2 separate regions of the Triticum aestivum genome follow, and region 2 is linked to region 1. The links are chromatin contacts, called in public Hi-C maps. All regions are on one chromosome and are shown on one strand. Each heading gives the region's core, a stretch centred on a gene start, on an enhancer-like site or on the middle of the called end of the contact. The rest is flanking DNA. Distances are from core to core; before and after follow the strand shown. Region 1 has its middle 18 kb from the start of LOC123147090. Region 2 has its middle 7.8 kb from the start of LOC123148554.

Region 1 (3,554 bases), core at 430-2,929:
CGTGAACGCGCTCGGTCTACAAGTGTACGTAGACACATTCCCTCTGGCTGCTAGCATCTTCATAGAATAAATCTTGGGTGTTTAGTAGAATTTTTCTCATGCAACGTTCTCCATCACAAGGTCCAAAGTAAAATGAGAGAGAAACCTTATAAATGCTCTCACCGCCCATTGGCCACACTACATATATATTGGAGTAGTGTAAAATGAGTCGGTGGTGGATGACATTGCTAATTTTACCAACAAGCTAACCAACAAACTTGGAGATGCCCTAAAATATGCTAGAACACTCTCTCATATAATTAATTACAGTGTTACGTCACATTTCTACTTAAATGACAATGCGTGGTACTCTTAGGCTCTTTCTAGTTGTTCCAGGGTGTACATGTGGTAAGAATACCGTATAGGCAAAAAAAACATGACAAAACAATTAAACATGAGAGAGAGGGCACTATAATGACCCAGAAAGAAATGATGCCAAACATGCGAATCTGGACAAAAGAATTATGCGTGAAAAGTTTGATGGCTAAACAATTAAACAAAGGAAAGTTTAGACAATTATGCATGGAAAGTTTCCCTAATATGTGTTATAACGCTCTCTCATATTATTAATTACAATGCTACATCACATTTCTACTTAGATGACAATGTATGGCACTCTTAGGCTCTTTCTAGCTATTCTAGTGTGTACATATGGTAAAAATACCATATAGGCTAAAAACGACATGGCAAAACAATTAAACAGGAGAGAGAGCACTATGATTATCCAAAAAGAAATGATGTCAAACATGCGAACCTAGACAAAATAATTATGCATGAAAAGTTTGTCTGTTAAACAATTAAACAAAAGAAGATTACAACAATTACAATAATGGGTTATAAGCCAGTTTACATGGCAGTTTTGCCTATTCGAAAAAGAGAGGCAGTCAAAAAAGGGAAGTGAGCTCTTATGCAATAGTCAATCTCTACACATACTCCTACTCCCTCCTTCCATCTATATAGGGCCTAATGCGTTTTTAAGACATCCTTTGACTATTGACAAGATTAATAATACATGACATGCATAATGTGAAAATTATATCATTGAAAACTCCTTTCACATACGAATTTGACAATGTACTTTGTGTAAGTTGCATGTCATATATTATTGCTCTAATATTTGGTCAAAGCTAGCCTTGAAAAACGTATTAGGCCCTATATAGATGGAAGGAGGGAGTAGGTAAGATGAGTTTAGCAAAAAGAAAGAAAGTGAAAAATATTTCACTAATTATACAGCCAGCGGTCGGCTATTTTTTCCAAAGTGCTGACTATATTATTAATAATTGCTCTTAAGAAACTAAGGCTTTTTATGTTAGCACCTTATCTAAACACCTTTCATAATTGCATCGAAATAGGCATGACATTTCCACCGCGGGAGGTCCAACGTGTAGAGGTCGAACCTGGTGTACCCATAGCTTAGCAACATGCCGCGTACGGGGGCACGGACCTGCCGCGGGAGCAGTGAACCGAATCACTTGTGACGTTGCACCCCATCCCCATCCCTTTCCCTCTCCTCTTTTTCTTCCCACCCATCTCTCTCCATCGGTCGCTGTCACACACTCTCTCTCTTGCGCAGAGCAGAGGCAGCAGGAGGAGAGAGAGCACGACGTGACAGGGCCGGACGTACACTCCGGCGGAGTGACGGGACTGCCCCTGGGCCAACGAACTGCAAGGAGCGCAGGGGCAGAACCGTCCGCACGCCCTGGGTGGGGCCGAGGAACGTGGGCCGAGGACGACGACGTCCTTTGCGTGGGGACCAACCACCACTCGCCCGGCCCGTCTCGTGCTTAGCGCCGCAGTCTCTCGCGATTTATCTCGTGTGGATTGTGGATCGTTTCGTGTCGGCAAGGCCAGAGGGCGGGGAGACTGGGAAGCGTGTCGTGGAGAGGGAGGCGCGATATGTCGGGGAGTGAGTTGCTGCGAAAGGAGGGGGTCTTTTTAAAGCCTGGACCTGTACGCTTCTTTGCTGTCGCTGCAGGGAGAGGGAAGCTGTGGTTGAGAGAGCGTGGTATGGTATCCAGCTGCTAGTATAGGTGGATGGTGTCGAAAGTTTCTGTCCTCCGTTCGCATCATCTGGACACCTCTCCCTATCTAGCCGTTGGAGTGGCCGGCCCAGCCCACACATCATGTTGTACACAGTTTTGTTTTCTTTTGTCGGAAGCATTTTTAGTAGTAGTATAAAAGCTTTGTGTACGAGAATCCTTTTCTGAGCTCGGGTTCATCTACACCCGTGTTGAATCAAAAATTTAAGACAAATAGTAAAAAAAAATTAAAAAAATCATTTTTTTTCTTCCAAAATAAGCCGCCTTCAATGCTTTGTTATTCTTTAACCACATTTTACTGCTTTAGTTAAAATCACTGCACGGAGACCTTTTATCAGAAAATTGTTGATAGACCAGGACATTGATTTTGGCTCCCGAGCTAATAAAAATGGTACTCCCTCTGATCCATATTAATAGACGCACACTTAATACAACTTTATAGTATTAATATGGATAGGAGGGAGTAATAAATTCGATCTAGTGTTTTTATACATGGTAGACAATTTGGTGCATGAGGTCCGACCCAATTTTCAAATGATTTGGACAAATGAGAAACTATCGGCAAAAATGACAAATTCGGGGGTCTATAAAACAGTTTGTTGTTCACGTACTGTTTTGACCTGATTTGTCTTTTTTACTTAGAGTTACTCCGATGTCCAAATGAGCTAATATATGGAGCGAACCTCACGCAATAAATTGTCTACCATGGGTAAAAAAATGGATGTGTTTGAATTTTTCTCGTATTTGTTTCGAATTTTTTTCTGGTCGGGTGCAGATGAGCCTGGGCACCGAATCACTGCACTCCTTTGTGTATATTTATTCCTTCTTCCAAAATAAGTTGCCTTCGATGCTTTGTTATTCTTTAACCATATTTTACTGCTTTAGTTAAAATCACTGCAGGGAGACCTTTTATCAGAAAATTGTTGATGGAGTAGGACATGGATTTTGGCTCCCGAGCTAATAAAAATGGTACTCCCTCCGATCCATATTAATATACACACACCTTTTCTGCTCATGAGGACCCCTGGCAAGATTAGTTGTGTACGAGCTAGGAGTCCTCAACCCTTGTATTTGTCTACCTATCAATGCAATGATACGCCAGCTTGGCGTATTGGTGAAAAAAATAGACGCACACTTAATACAACTTTGTAGTATTAATATGGATAGGAGAGAGTAATAAATTCGATCTAGTGTTTTTACACATACAAATTTTCGTGAAGAAATTCATTTGTGATGCTCCGGAAAGAAAGATGTTTTGAAAATGTCATTTTAAAATCATTTTGGGGAACTGGTTGTTTTGTCCAGATCACCACAGATGTCATTTCTTCTCAGAAATGTGCATGTGGATAGAGCACACGACCATATTTGGTATAAAAAGATTCAAAAAAATTAATTTGTTTTACTTTTTTGGGATTTCACCGCTCACCTCATATGCATATGAGCTATGGTGTGGACATGCACTTTCGGATGGACCGA
Region 2 (3,110 bases), core at 543-3,042, 400 kb before region 1:
TTTATAAAATGATTATCTTCTTATAGTTTTGGAAAATTAAGCAAGACATCAAAGGCATCAACAATTGAGGCGCTTTGCAGCAAGCGACGACATCATGCCAAGGCTCTTATACTAGTCATAATGTGGAGTAACTTAGACTAGTAACATCACATTTTACTAGGCTATGTTACTACCTTCACAGTGGGTAGTAACATATATGTGTTGTCATGTTATGTTTCATTTATTAGTCTATAGACTCATAGTGTCTTGGTATGTGTGATGTTACAGTAACTAGCTAAGGCTGCTCATAGTGGGGAGTAACTTATACTAGTGTCATGCACATGACACTAGTCTAAGCTACAACCTCCATAGTGCAAAGTAATATAGTAGCAGTGTCATAGATGGCTTCATTTATTAGCTTGTAGACTCATCTTTTCTCGGGAAACGCTATATTACAGTAACATATTATGTTACTCTAAACACCTCTCTCCTCATTAACTACATGCCACGTAAGCAAAATTCTCTTGAAGTGCGCTATGCTATTACCTAAGTTACTCCCACTATGACTAGCCTAAGTTACCACCATCACCTCTCTCATCATTAAATATGTGCTACATAAGCAAAATTATCTTAAAAAGTGTGATGTTACTAGTGATGTTACTTCTACTGTGGCCAACCTTAGGGATGAGGGCAATAATCATGGAGGTTGAAGTGACGTTTGATCTGCCATTGTTTTTTCTATGTTTCAGCTTTTGAGCTCATGACCCGGTTGTATCTGTATCGAACTTCGCTTATGTCTTTCCTTCTTATTTGTGTTGAATCCTTGTTGTGAACGCTTACAGTTTGCTAAAGCCGGGTCAGCTTCTCTTTTCTAAAAAAAGCGACCATGTTCAGATATTAAGACCACAGGTCACATCGTTCAAATCATTTCCTTAGCAGTGCACGCACGATGTTAGCTGAAAAAATCGAGTGTATATAGCTAAAACATGTAGTCACATATTTTAGTTTGTATCGTGTGCTCCGAAAAAGTCAGTGTATGGTACACTTATTTTGATCTGTTCATATTTTTTCCTAAAATTTTGGTTAAATTTGATTTATGATAAATTTATATACAAAGTGAAAAGAAACGAAAGGAGTATTCGCGCTATGTATGTAGCCACATGTATTCGCGCTAGAGGATGAAGAGGGGTCGTCTCATCGCATGATGCTCCTAGCTCACGAGGCTACTTTAAAACAGTACTCCCTTCGTCCGGATTTATTGGGCCTCTGGGCAGAGGTGCGCGTCCCCTTTTGTTAAGCCCCTTCATCGATATATGCTTCATTTTCAGAAGCGTAGTAAATTTCCATCGGCTTTCATGCACAAGCTCCTATACATTGAGCGACTAGTACTCCTCCTGGCACAACGCCATGGCTAGCCAGCCAATGCATGCACTTCTAGTCCTCCTTCTATTGGCGCATGCATGGACCATGCGGCATACGAGGCCGGGATAAAGTAGCAGCAGCGCTGTGCGCGTGTACTGGCGCCGGCTTCCGAAGCATCAAGAAATTAAACGGCTGCATTTCCAGGAAATTAATCATCTTGCCTTGGTACCTGTGATTTAGTCGGGGGTCTAATAAACTCGAACAGAGGAAGTACTAGCTGAGGCAGCCTCGAGACCTTTCTCTGTCCACCTACTTTCTTTCCATTGCTATTGATGCCAAGTTTGCCCCTCGGCCTTTAAGGAGGAAAATGACACACATAACTAAACATGCAGCAATAAAGACCGGACAAGCGTGGAGCAATTTCCCACCTGGTTTGAAAGGCCGACACAGCTCCACGTGTCCCCACCACCACACATGTTTGCTCCCCTCAAACTCCAGGCAACCATTCGAGCCGTGGGCTTCCGACGTGTTTCCCCCCTCTTGCGTAGGTTCGCTCGAGATGCTAACATCATTATTTTCATACTACCACAAATACTTGTGCGCTGTAATGGGAGAATTTTTTTCCAAATCCGCAAACCGATTAGCATTGATGACCACCCCTCGCAGCCTCCACATCCTCTATTTTAATTAAAAACCCAGGACTAAACTCGCAAAACATGAAGATGTATGATTATAAATCTTAAATAACATCATGATTACCTTGGGAACTGGTGACACTTGTTTTATTTTGACAACTCACATGACTTGCTCCGTATGGGGAGAGCGATCAAATGGTGAAACATAAAATTATATGTACGACTCAATCCGAAGTGCAGTTAATTCAAAAATCTTTTCCTCTTTCCCCAATTCAAAACCATGAATACTTGGTCTGTATTCCGATAAATTTAAGAATCTTACACATCCATACGTAGAAAGAATAAAGAAGATATTTCAAATATAGTATTTATCATGAGTCTTTTTTAATCCATAAATCGATTAGCATTGATGACCACCCATCCCAGCCACCACATCCTCTATTTTAACTCGACATCAAAAACCCCCAATGGACTAAGCTCGCAACACATGAAGATGTATAACTATAAATCTTAAATAGCATCATGATTATCTGGGAATCGGTGACACCTTGTTTTCTTTTGACAACTCACATGACTTGCTCGGTATTTAAGGAAAGAGCGATCAAATGGTGAAACATATAAAATTATATGTACGACTCAATCCGGAGTGCAGTTGATTCAAGAATCTTTTCCTCTTTCCCCAACTCAAAATCATGAATACTTGGTCCGTATTTGGATTTAAAAATCTTACACATCCATATGCAGAAAGGGTAAAGAAGATATTTCTAATATAGTATTCCTCATGAGTGTCTTTTTTTCCTTCCCTCTTGCTCTATTTGGATTTGCTCGAAGACTGCACCGCACACAGGAGTGATTGCTATCCCTCTATCTTCAGCGGGCCACGCAAGCCTTAGATAATCCCTTTCCTTCTTTTGAATTGCCCCATTCCTTTCCTTCCTTCTTTTTAATTCCCCCTTCATCGCGGGCCATGCAGCAAGCCTTATATAATCCCTTTCCTTCTTTTGAATTCTCTTTCAATTCCTTCCTTCTTTAAATTCCTCCCTTCTCCATCGGGCCATGCGCAAGCCATATACTCCTTCTTTTGAATTCCTTAATCCTTTCTTTCTTGGTGGAAAATGATACTAGCAAAATTTA

The links. Hi-C and Micro-C count contacts between places; a contact is called where the count stands out from the background.
Region 2: a Hi-C map of leaf shows a contact between it and region 1, with 3 times the contacts expected there. The contact joins two enhancer-like sites. A contact is called at or near these places in 2 of 5 Hi-C or Micro-C datasets (both in leaf).

The regions. Positions count from the first base shown.
Region 1 is chr7A:397,514,341-397,517,894 of IWGSC CS RefSeq v2.1, reverse strand. No RefSeq gene overlaps it. Among protein-coding and RNA genes, the nearest start is that of LOC123147090, 18 kb to the right of the region's middle. Within about 2 kb of position 1,679, at least 8 of the 8 cell types and tissues checked have an H3K27ac peak or open chromatin away from gene starts, as enhancers often do. A contact at or near this core is called in leaf, where this site is marked.
Region 2 is chr7A:397,917,658-397,920,767 of IWGSC CS RefSeq v2.1, reverse strand. No RefSeq gene overlaps it. Among protein-coding and RNA genes, the nearest start is that of LOC123148554, 7.8 kb to the right of the region's middle. Within about 2 kb of position 1,792, at least 3 of the 8 cell types and tissues checked have an H3K27ac peak or open chromatin away from gene starts, as enhancers often do. A contact at or near this core is called in leaf, where this site is marked.